Linked DNA regions of Mus musculus: region 1 is linked to region 2. The links are chromatin contacts, called in public HiChIP or PLAC-seq maps. All regions are on one chromosome and are shown on one strand. Each heading gives the region's core, a stretch centred on a gene start, on an enhancer-like site or on the middle of the called end of the contact. The rest is flanking DNA. Distances are from core to core; before and after follow the strand shown. Region 1 has its middle 5.8 kb from the start of Gm22379. Region 2 overlaps Abcc4 (ATP-binding cassette, sub-family C (CFTR/MRP), member 4).

Region 1 (5,922 bases), core at 2,781-5,280, 200 kb before region 2:
TAAGTGCCATAAACTGGGCACATTTAATGTAAGCAAATTGGTAAGTTTGAGGATAATATTGAATGCATATCACACTGTCCAGGCCATCAATGAACCCATCTTCTCCCCTGGGCTTCTCTCATGTGCCATTATTTTTCTTGTAAGATTGCTAACATGTGATCTTCCCTCTCAGCAAAGCTGACTTATACAATCCCATACCATTAGCTGTAAGCCCCAGGGTGAGCCCAGCTTTCCTGAACTTACTGCCATCTTGAACAATTCACACTTTATATCCTTTGATCCCGCACCTCCAAATGGCTTTTCCTTGTAGGCACTAAGTCTCCCTTTAGATGTTTCTATTAGGGAATCGACATAACTTTATTTCTTTTCCTCACAGTGCATCCTAGAATGTTTTTCTAGGATCTTCTGTGGTGATTGGTTGAGGTTTCGTCAGCTTTTGCCCAGCAAGGCTCTTTCAGAACCCTGTGCCGTGCCTACAACTCCTTATAGAAATGGAGGCATGGTGTGAACTGGGGTGTGTGTTGGTGCTGGCCTCCCTAGCTTCTCTTGAGAAAGGTTCTGACTTCAGGAAGTTAAACATCAAAGTAAATGTTTCTACTAGATGACATGAACATCTACCAGAGCCTTCCCTGATGATACCCTATCTCCAGAGTGCCTGTTCCAACATCTTTATAAGTTAATGTGAATGTCAATGAATGCTACTTAAGACTGTAGATGATCTCTTACCTAATGCATCATGTTCTCAATTACTTCATAGTGACTCATAGCTCAGTCTAGATCTTAAAACATAATATTTTCTTTGGGGATGAATTGCCATTGGACATTCAAAGACTCACAGGCCAAGAAGTGTTGGCAAATTTGAGTTCCAGGTTCAGGGGGCAACCCCATTTCTAAAGCCAAAGTGCGGAGTGATAGAGGCAGACACCAGACAAAGATTTATGATCTCCATAGACCCACAGGCATACACCAAACACACACACACACATACACATCACACACACATACACTCACACACACACACACACACACACACACACACACACCCCGCACACACATATACATCACACACACATACACATTACACGCACACACACATCCTCCCCCACTCACACCCATGCACATCCCACATACACACATCCCCCCACAGTCACACACATACACATCACACACACACACACACACACACACACACACATCACATACACACACATACACATCACACACACATACACATCACACACACACATCACACACACTCACACACACATGCATATACATCATACACACATACATTGCCAGGCACTACACTGGGAATATTGCTCAGTTGCTCAGGTGTTTAAGTTAGGCCCTGGTTCTTCCTTCCAGCCCCATGCTCACAGAAATAAGACTCAGATTCAAAATACATATTACAAATACCTTGGCCATATAGCTAGGCTTTTCTCTGACTAGATACAACATAAAATATCCCATTTATGGCCTACATTCTGCCACATGGCTGGTTACCTGTGCTCAGGTACCATGCTTCTGGCTTGTCACATCTTCCCAGTGAATCTCCCCACTTCCTTCTCTCCCAGAATTCTCTCTTCTCCTGATGTTCCACTTCTATTTCCCTCCTAAGCCACAGGCTTTTTAACTCACAGGTGATAGTGCATCTATACAATAGACAAGCTGTTCTCTCTACACTCAGTACTTGCTAGCACACAAAGCCCTGTGTCCTTAGCACCCTGGAATGAAGCCTGCCTGGAATTCAAGAGCTTGGGAGCTGGGGCGGCAACTGGAAGGTCGGGAGTTCTCTGTCATCCTCTGCTACTTAATGTGGGCTGTTGAGACTGCATCTGCCCCCACCAGGTCCTGGATGAAGTCTCTCTGGTCGCCTTAGAACACGCTGCAGGCCAGGACACGCCTTGACTGCCTCTAACCAAGGGCGGTGGCCTGGAGCTGAGAGTGAAGGCCAACCTTTCCTCCGTACGCTGCTTTTCTTACCTTGCTTTTGGTCAGGGTGGTTTTTCTTGTGGTGGTGGAGATGGTTTTGGTTTTTTAATTTTTAGTTTTTTAACTGAAAAAAGTAGGTTTTTTTTCCCAAACTCCTCCCAGACTCTTCCCATCCAAATCCACGCCTTTTTTTTTCTTGCTCTCTCTCTCTCTCTCTCTCTCTCTCTCTCTCTCTCTCTCTCATTAGAAAATAGTCATCTAAGAAGAAAAAAACAACCACAACAATAATAATTACAATGCAATAAAAACAGAGAAAAAAATGAGCCAAAGATCAAAGCTACAAAAAGCACAGGCTTTCAAAATGAAATTGTTTCCATAATAAGAGGCATAGACAACGTCCTTCCTCTCTGTCCACCCATACACAGCTAGGAAAGGTCCCATGAAGATTCAGCAAGAAGGTGAGTGGCTGACTGCTCTCCACATACACAGTTTGTATGTATGTTGTTGTTGCTGCTGGCACCTCGATCCTTAGCTTGTAATCTCCAGGAACCTTCTACCTCTGATGTCTGTAGACACCTGCTGTGTCTGACCAAACTTCAGTCTCACATTCATGCGACCTCCAGGGCTGAGGTGGCTAAGAGCATCAGCACAGACGATCTTTGGATGGCTCAGGATTCAGGCCCCATGACCCTTGTCTGTCCCGTGTGGATCCTCTTCTAAGCTCGTCAACTTTTGATCTGGATGTCTTTCTGCTCCGTGATCCTGGAATGGCTCACCTCGGAGCTCCACTGCATCAGGTTATACCGGCAAACAGCAGATGATCGTCAAGTTGTAGGGGTGCCATGCCAGAATTTCTATCATGAGCAGGTTAGGGAAAACAATTTGGTTGGAAAGAGGCCAGAGGGAGGCCTGGTGGCCTCATTTGCAATTTGGGCTACCCTAACCAAATACCACTGGCCAAATGGCATCAACAAAAGTGCACTAGAAGGACCCCCTTCTCTGGGTCCAGAAGCGGATGCCCTGGTATCAGTAAGGTGTGCAGAAGCTTGGCATTCCCACACCCTCATCTGTGGGAAAGCGTTGTTACCTGCTGTTTATAGCTCTAGTTTTTTAAACTTCTGAAAAATGATTACATTTATTAATTGAAAGAGGAGTGTGTGTGTGTGTGATGTGTGTGTGTGTGTGAGATGTGTGTGTGCTGTGTGTGTGTGCTGTGTGTGTGTGAAATGTGTGTGTGAGATGTGTGTGTGTGAAATGTGTGTGTGAGATGTGTGTGTGATGTGTGTGTGTGATGTGTGTGAATGTGTATGTGTGTGTGATGTGTGTGTGACTGTATATGTGTGTGTGATGTGTGTGTGTGATGTGTGTGTATGTGTGTGCGTGTATGTGTGTGTGTGATATGTGTGTGAGTGTATATGTGAGTGTGTGTGTGTTTGTGTGTGTGTGTGTGTCAGTGGATAGCTTGTAGGAGTTGATTCTTCCCTTCCACGATGTGTGTCCCTGGAATTGACTCTCACTGTCAGGCTTGGTGGCAAGTGCCTTCACTCATGCCGCCATCTCGCTGGCCCCAACACTCTTTATTCTAGTTATCCCAACATGGCTTACGGAAGATTCACTTGCTTATTAACTCTGCTGAGCACACCCTCTTAGTTTCACTTGTGTTTATTTAACTTGGTTACGGGAAAACCAAGCACCTTACGGTCATTCCAGAATCACCCAGATAAGACACCTTATCTGTGACTGCACAGGAACCACGGATCACTGGCGGATTTATTAATACGGGTTAGCAAATGTGTAGCAGGCGTTGGGTGTGACTTTCACACTCACTCATTCAGGGGAAGGCAACTTTTAAACGCTGTGCATTTACGGAACGTGGTGCTGTCACGGTACACCGTGCATGATTGCACATCTATACCTTATTATTCAATGTCGGAATACGTCACGTTTAGCCATCCATTCCCCCCTCTTACGACCGACCGTAAGTCAGGCCTCTTGTAGCCTTTCCTAGGTGTGTGGGTGAGGAGAGCTAAGAACCCCAATCACCTTGAACACGCGCTAGGGATCCACACATCCTGCCCACTCTTGCAGTTGCATATCGTGACCAGTAGGTGGCGGCCACACACCAATAAGACACTGTGGCCACCGACTCAGCTCAGAAGGCTCAGAAGGGAGGTGACCTGAAACTAGAACTCTTCTTAAGAATGATTGGCCGTGGAAGTAAATGGAAGCAGAAGACCAGAGCTGAGGCTAAGACGGCTGATTACTTACTTCCGATATCCGGTCTTCCAATCCTCTATCTTCCCAGGACCAGAGAGTTTAGCTTTAATTTCCTTACTGAGAAAGACAGCCGTGAGTCACTTGGTGAGAAGTTAGTGGAAGGATGTTACTGAGCATCAAGTACAGCACCATGCAACTACTAAGTACACAGTACTCTGGAGGAACTGGAACACCATAGAAACTTAATATCTTGTCGTTGAGAAGTAGTCACAAATTGAGCGCTCTACACCTGGAGGATATTATTTTCGCCCCGGTTTCTCTAATCCTTGTTGTTGGGGGAGGTGTTTGTGCACTGTGTAGTCACATGCTGATTTCTGGCTGCAGCCTGGCCCTGGGTGTTGTCATTATTTTTGTTTGTTTGTTTGTTTGTTTGTTTTTCCAGACAGGGTTTCTCTGTATAGCCCTGGCTGTCCTGGAACTCACTTTGTAGACCAGGCTGGCCTTGAACTCAGAAATCCACCTGCCTCTGCCTCCTGAGTGCTGGGATTAAAGGCGTGTGCTACCATGCCCGGCTCCGGTGTTGTTATTATTATGAAGCTTTTCATGACATTTCGTGATTTTGTAAAACACGGTTGTCCACCATCTTCTGACTGGTCAGTAAAGAGCTGGTCAGCTTATGTCTGGGCTGGAGAGGATAAGAGAGCCTTCTGTGCCCAGAGAGAGAAGGCAGAGGGTATCAGATGGGGGAAGAGATGCCAAGAGGGCAGGACTGAGGAAAGCCAGAGGGAGACCAAGATGGCAGGAATGCCCTGTGGCTGGAAAATAGTCCAGACCAGCACAGTCCAGTTAGAATATCAGAATCTGCCCAGCTCAGTGCCTGAAGTTTTCAATAAATATACCAGGTCTCTGTGTCATTATTCAAAGCAAGGGCAGGCATAGAAAAGCTCACCCTTTTACATTTGGCACCCAATTAATTCCTGCCGCACAGAAAAGCCCCTTACACTTACACCATGTTTTGTAGAAGGGCATCTGACACTTCACCGATGGTCTAATAGACTTACATGGAGCCCTTTCACGGAACCCTCCAGTTCTCTACACTCTGGGTCAGTCCTTCCAAGGTTGGGAGTATCCAAGGCAAAAGTGATGCCAGTGGGGTTATATCCTAAAGACAGGGGTTTCCCCACGGTCCGGAGCCAGTGTGCCTCCCAGCAGTGCTTCATCAAAGAGAAGAGAATGGTGCTCAAGAGCAGCCATCCCACTTGCCCTGGTGCTGCAGCGGGTTATCAGTCTAATAACAGATTGATCACGAAGAAGAGGGAAGCCACAGAGAAAACACCCTGGACACTGCACTTCCTCCCTTATAAATATCCATAAACAAACAGAAGCAGCGGGCTTCACAGCAAAGGTCATTGATAGATCATCCTTTACCTTTCAGAGGTAATTTAAAGCTACCCTCAGCTACCACAGGCATTGAACGGTGTTGTAGGCTGCGACTGTAACTCTGAGTCACAGCTGTGACACAGTCTGCTGTGGTTTAGGGAAAAGCAGAACCTTGGGTTGAGGCAGAAGGATCACTGGATTGAACCAGTCTGGGTTGACAAAGTCAGGTGAGAAAGGGAGGAGAGAAAAGAGAAAGACTACAGCCCAGCTTTGTGGTGTGGGGGAGGGGGAGACCTGACAAGAAACAGTTTGCACGAAGAAACTTTTAGAAATGGGCTAAGAGGAGAGGGGTAGATAGAGACTACGTTGGTTATAAGAACGAAGATCCTAGAA
Region 2 (5,631 bases), core at 2,256-4,755:
TCGCTGCTCAGCCAGCATCAAGGAACTTGTCATCACTTGAGCCATGTCCTTGTATCGATGGATGTTCTGAGATATCATTTTCTAGCGTAATGTGTGGAGTGCTTCCTTGCTCTAGATTTAAGAGCTGCCCGCACCCCTGCCCGTTTCTCGTCACAGGAAACCCATCTCCTACATGTACAGAGGAAGCCCGCAGTTCAGCCTTTTCTCCATCACACACCCCTCCCCCTTTATAAAATCCTGGTATGTCTCCAGCAGCTCTTTGGCTTTCTGTTTTTAGGTCACAGAGTCCCAGTGGGAACGGACCGTTGGCGCCTCCCAAAGGCTGTTAATCATGCTTTTGGTTACAGAGACCCACTAATTACTGGGTTCCGACTGGGCTCCTGACTTGAGATTGTGTTGGAAAAATAGGAGGCTTTCGTGACTCTATGACTGTGTCGATTTAGCCGTGTCACTCATGGGGCGGGTTCTGTTTGTGTTGATATTTTGCATCTTAACTTGGTGGTGTTTGCAAGGCACGGGAAGGCAGGCGTGCAGCGGGCCCTGGAGTACGGACTCTGTGATGTGTTTTCGAGGCAGGAAAATTGCTGCTGCTTTGCAACCCCTGCTCTGCAGCAAAGGATGCAGAACGGAGTCTCACTTGTTCTTTTGTGGTTCGGGCGCCACTAGTGTCCTTCTGGTCGCTCTGCCCTCAGTGGGCCAGCCTTCTTTGTCTGCCTAGGTGCAGCTTGGGCCTTCGTTCCTGAGTCTGTGTTCTTGGCTATGTTTCTTTTGGGTGTCTCCGCAGAAACAGAATTGATAAATCATAAGAGTTACGGTATGTTTCCTGTTTTCTGGAGTCATCACAGTATCTTACCCACCAAATAGTCTACCAACGTTCTAATCCCCACATTGGCAGTTCCTGGCTTTTAACAGTATCCTTCCTCTAGGCTGTGAAGTGCTGTGCAGAAGCTTTTCTTCAGTCAATAGATGATGTGGTGCCTCTTGGTGCCCTCAGTGATGGGAGTGAGCTAGGTCCCCTGAGGCAGTGGGTCTCCAGCAGCAAGCGCTAGGGACCCTGGGTTCCTTTATTGGGAGTGTGTGGGGTTTCCGTCTCCTCTCGCCACATTCCCTTCCCGTGCCTTTTTCTTTTATTGCCCCATGCTTGAAATTTAGATCAAATGCAAACTGTATTTAGATGTATTCACGGTCTCTCAACACCTTTCCTGCTTTCTTTTGACAGGATTGCCATAAGAAGTCTTTTTCAAGCAGTAAATTAATTTAAGTGGCATGTACCCCACCTGAATTTTCTTACGAGTTGGCAGTTTAGATAAATGGATATTATAATCGCTGAGCATTCTGGACCAACAGGCCAGGGCCAGCGTGGGAGACGCTACAATAGTGATAATATTCTGTCAGTCTGGGGCAGGGAAGGAGACAGCGAGAGGAAAAATCCAGGGTGTGTTTTCTTATTTGTATTTATAAGATGCCTGTGGGGAATCAGGAAATGCTGTATGGCAGTTTACATGGCACATGGTGGGAGATAAGGCCGAAAGCATGCTGCCTCGCAGGCCCATGGAGGAGATGCAGGGCAGGCCGGTTAATCGACAGCTGTGTCTGACGATACGCCCACCATCACCAGCAAAGATTCCCTCCCTGCTTAACCCCACCATTTCCTTGAAGAATGCGGTCTATTTTTAATGACTTTATTGATTTGACGATTGGTTTACAACGAGCTGTATTTATTGCTGGAACGTTCGGTCCCCGTCAGCACTTTAATACACATAAATCTACTTTTGGCACCACTTTGATAGACTGTAAAACTGCTTATATTTGCAGGAAAATTTGTTTTGCCACGGTGTGTTTATGTTAGACTCGGTGTGAATTTTTCCCCCTCCTTGAAATCATTTTATGTCATAGCTTAGCTGAGAAATAGACACACTCGGGGATGCTCACATCAGGCACTGTTGAGGCAACATAAAACAAATTGAGGAGTTCACAGCCAAGAGGTCACAGTTTCAGTTTCACATGGAAGGTTCTCTGATGCTTTAATTTTTACTGTGGTGTGAAGATGTCACAGTGTTTGCCTCACAATTTACACACACACACACACGCACACACACACACACACACACATATATATATACACACATATACTCATATATATATATGTGTGTGTATATACTTTATATATTTACTTTTTAATATTTATATTATATATTATTTTATATTATATTATATTATATTATATTATATATTTACCTTATCATATATATGTGTGTGTGTATACATATGATAAAGTAAATACCTAGTAAGTATATCCTATGTTTACTGTTATAATAATCTGTATATAATTTCAGTATTTTGCACACAAGAGCCAGTGAAAGGGGGACTGTATTTCCCATTATTCAGTATAAGTGGAGTTAAAATAAATTTTCTATGAGACTTCCTAACTTTTTCATTTAAATAATGTTATATCTAATTAGCTTTGATGTGTTTTAATGAATGCAATTTTGAGGTATGAACTCACTCACACACACACACACACACACACACACACACACACACACACACACATATATTATATGCCTTTTCCACTAAATTTCTTAGTACATATTCTCTTCTTCAGTGAACAGAACTATAATTTTTATTTAGTTAGTTTTTGAAATTTTAATTTAATTAACGTATTTATTTCCACGTTTTTACCAGTGGGACCCAGGACCTCCTCCATGTCCAAACACACTACCACTGAATTTTATTTTTACCTTCACGATAAAACCAGTGATAACCTAGTGATTGATTATGCTTGGGTTAGACTAAGGCAAATAGATGTGATGTGTTGATAAATCCCCCACCAAGTGGATCCCTATGCGGTATTACAGCCTGGAACCCACTGGAATCCTTGTCTACCTCTGAGATCGCTAACTCAGATCCAAATATACGATGATGTGCAAAGGTTCTGCTTTAAATAGGCAGCAGCATTTGTGGCCCCGAGTATAGGTGAGCATGCTTCCAGTCCTGGGGCTTCCCTCCACAGCAGATGCCCAGCAGTGGCTCTCTCTCTGCCTGAGGCTCTCTCCACAGGAAGAAATGAACTTGCAGAGCAGTTTAAGAGTCCTGAGCTGTGCTCAGCAGCCTTTGGCAATTATCAGCCAAACTGGAAGTGGGTCGGTGGGTTTTCAGTGGAAACTGTGTTATAATGGGACATTTAATTTCAAAGAGCCTTGTTGATAAGGGAGGCACAGGGAACCAAAATTGTCCTATGGGTTTTTGCTGGGCTGGCAAGTTGTGTGGGTTTGTATAGCGGGAAATCACTTCCTTCTGTGGAGATGGTCCCAGCTTCTTTGTGTGTGTGTGTTGAGGAGAGGGGGCACGGTGGACGGTGGTTCTGAGTCTGGGCTTTGCGAGCACAGCATCCAGGTAGGTGGAGTCTGCTGTCCAGCTCTGCATGCATCCAGATGGGAAGAGAAACGTTGCCGGCTGTCGTGTTCTGGGCGGACTTGCAGACGCCTCTGGGCATAGGAGCAGCTGAATACATGGTGAATCATGCAGTCGAACAGCCTGCTAAGTGAGGGAGAAAAGAATATCACGCACAGAGGTTTGATGTCTTTTTATGGGAGAACAAAGGAGTTTCGATTCTTTCACGTTGAGTTTAGCTTAGCCATTGTGTGGCAAAGGAGGTTTAATGACTCATTGTTTAACTAAGGGCTTGCCAAGTATTTGACCATTAAATAGTCTCCAGTGTGTAGAGAGTTCTCCTCTCACAGACTTCTTACTTGACTGTGATTAATTGGCATCGAATTGTTATTTAATTACCTCTGCAGAAATCTAAGAACAGTTTGTGTTCTGATTAAGTTATTTGATGTAATAACAGCTCCTCAGAGCTGGGAAGGTCAGCACAGCCTTTGGGACAACTCGCCACCAAGATGGCCCAACTTCTGTTGCCTGGAACTCAACAGAGGATCTCCAAAGTATTAAAAACTGAGAGTCGCAAAAGTAGCTTTTACTTAAAATATATGCATGTTTGACAGTTGTGAACTTACATTGTAAGTCTGCAAAGCTTACACTGGAATTTGTGAGAAGCTATTAATTGGCTCATGTTAAACCCTTGAAGCAAGAAGGCATGGAGCCTGTCCCCTCCTACAGCCCAAACACTTCACAGTGATGCCCATTGGCAACATTGAGCTGGAGAAGGCCGCCAGCTGGATGCATTGAGGGGGAGAAACATCGGGGCTTAGGTGTGGTTTTGGCTTAGGAATGGCTGACCTAGTGATGGGGGATGAAGGCCGTCCTTATGAGGGTAGAGTTTGGAGTGGCGAGGCCCACACCATAGAAGGGAGACACTTGAACCTGGAGACCAGGCAAGGTGGAGGAATGGAAAGAGGCAGATATTGAAAGAAGAAATAATGACATCCTGAAGCATGCGTGGCGTTTCAGAGGAGAGTACGATGCTGTTGACGAAGTCAAGAAGCCTGAGAGTTGAGCAACAGTAGCTACCTGCTTTAGAAATCCTTGAAGTCTTAGACTCAGCTAGGGATACTGAGGTGGGGAGAAGTTTAATGCTGGGACTGGGAGAGACCTGGGGGCTGGGGAGGGTGGTGGTATTTTAATAGTTCAGAATTCTCTGTGAGGACAGGGTGATGGTTTAACTAACACATGTCCAGAGCTTTCCCTGACAAGATAAGTAAGTTAAAGCCATTACAGTACTGTGTCCTATTGTTGCTGCAAAGCTTATCTGGACTTAGAAGTAACACAGTAGTCCAAGAGGCTGTTCTTTGTAAACACTTTCTTTAAATCCTAACAAAGGTGTATATATTTACGGTTAACAGCCAAGCCAGCTTGGCGTGACATCTGTTGGCAATTCCCTGGTATTAAAATGATGCGCTGAAGATAGAAGTGAAGAGCAGATTTGGGTGTTGGTTGATGAATTTCCAGCACACCTTCAGTTGTTTTACATAGGGCGGGTAGTGGGAGGGCCCATTGTCTTCAAGTTCCATCATGTCCTCACGCCAAATGTTTTGCTGTCCTATTTTTTTTTTTTGAACGTTGCGTGCGCTCGTGTAAGTGTTGGAAATGGAAAGAGCTGATTTTGCATGTCAGGCGGCAGCTACCAGTCAGGGTAATATCAGTGAGTTGGACGCTGACCTTTGTGGAAGTAGAATTCCTTGGCTCCAGGAGTGCTTTTGGCAGCTGCCGCCATCTTGGTGCAGTCACGTTCTTGAGACAGATGGGTATTTTCAGGCCTTTGTTTTTGTTCTCTTAATACCCATTTTTATGAACGAATTCATGAGCATTTGGCCATGAATGATAGTCAAGGCATGCCCCGCTTGGACAAGCAAGCAGTATGTTCCTGCAGCAGGAGAGGTCAAATGGTTGTCAGCTTCCTGTTTTCTGAGCAACAGAAGTTCTTAGCTTCCTGCATGGTTCACAGTCTAAGAATCTCCTGTATGCAAGTTATGTTTGAGCATTTTCCAACACACAGGCTTTGTAGCTTTTCATCAGACCTGCTTTATTCTATAGTTCCAGTCTGGGAGAGTCTTCTAGAGATCTGCGCTTCCTATATCGTACACAGTTACGTGGTTATGTGCAACATGGTTGAAATTCATTCATTGAAGTCTCTCTCTCTCTCTCTCTCTCTCTCTCTCTCTCTCTCTC

What was found. HiChIP or PLAC-seq counts read pairs in DNA pulled down with a chosen protein or histone mark.
Region 1: a FOXA1 HiChIP or PLAC-seq map of pancreatic cancer cells shows a contact between it and region 2. The contact joins two enhancer-like sites. A contact is called at or near these places in 2 of 115 datasets of contacts at active chromatin or transcription factors (embryonic stem cells and pancreatic cancer cells).

What each region holds. Positions count from the first base shown.
Region 1 is chr14:118,766,344-118,772,265 of GRCm38.p6, reverse strand. No RefSeq gene overlaps it. Among named protein-coding and RNA genes, the nearest start is that of Gm22379, 5.8 kb to the left of the region's middle. Within about 2 kb of position 4,030, at least 21 of the 459 cell types and tissues checked have an H3K27ac peak or open chromatin away from gene starts, as enhancers often do. A contact at or near this core is called in pancreatic cancer cells, where this site is marked.
Region 2 is chr14:118,564,410-118,570,040 of GRCm38.p6, reverse strand. All of the region lies in intron 19 of Abcc4 (ATP-binding cassette, sub-family C (CFTR/MRP), member 4), which reads left to right. Among named protein-coding and RNA genes, the nearest start is that of Mir6391, 25 kb to the left of the region's middle. Within about 2 kb of position 3,505, at least 96 of the 459 cell types and tissues checked have an H3K27ac peak or open chromatin away from gene starts, as enhancers often do. A contact at or near this core is called in pancreatic cancer cells, where this site is marked.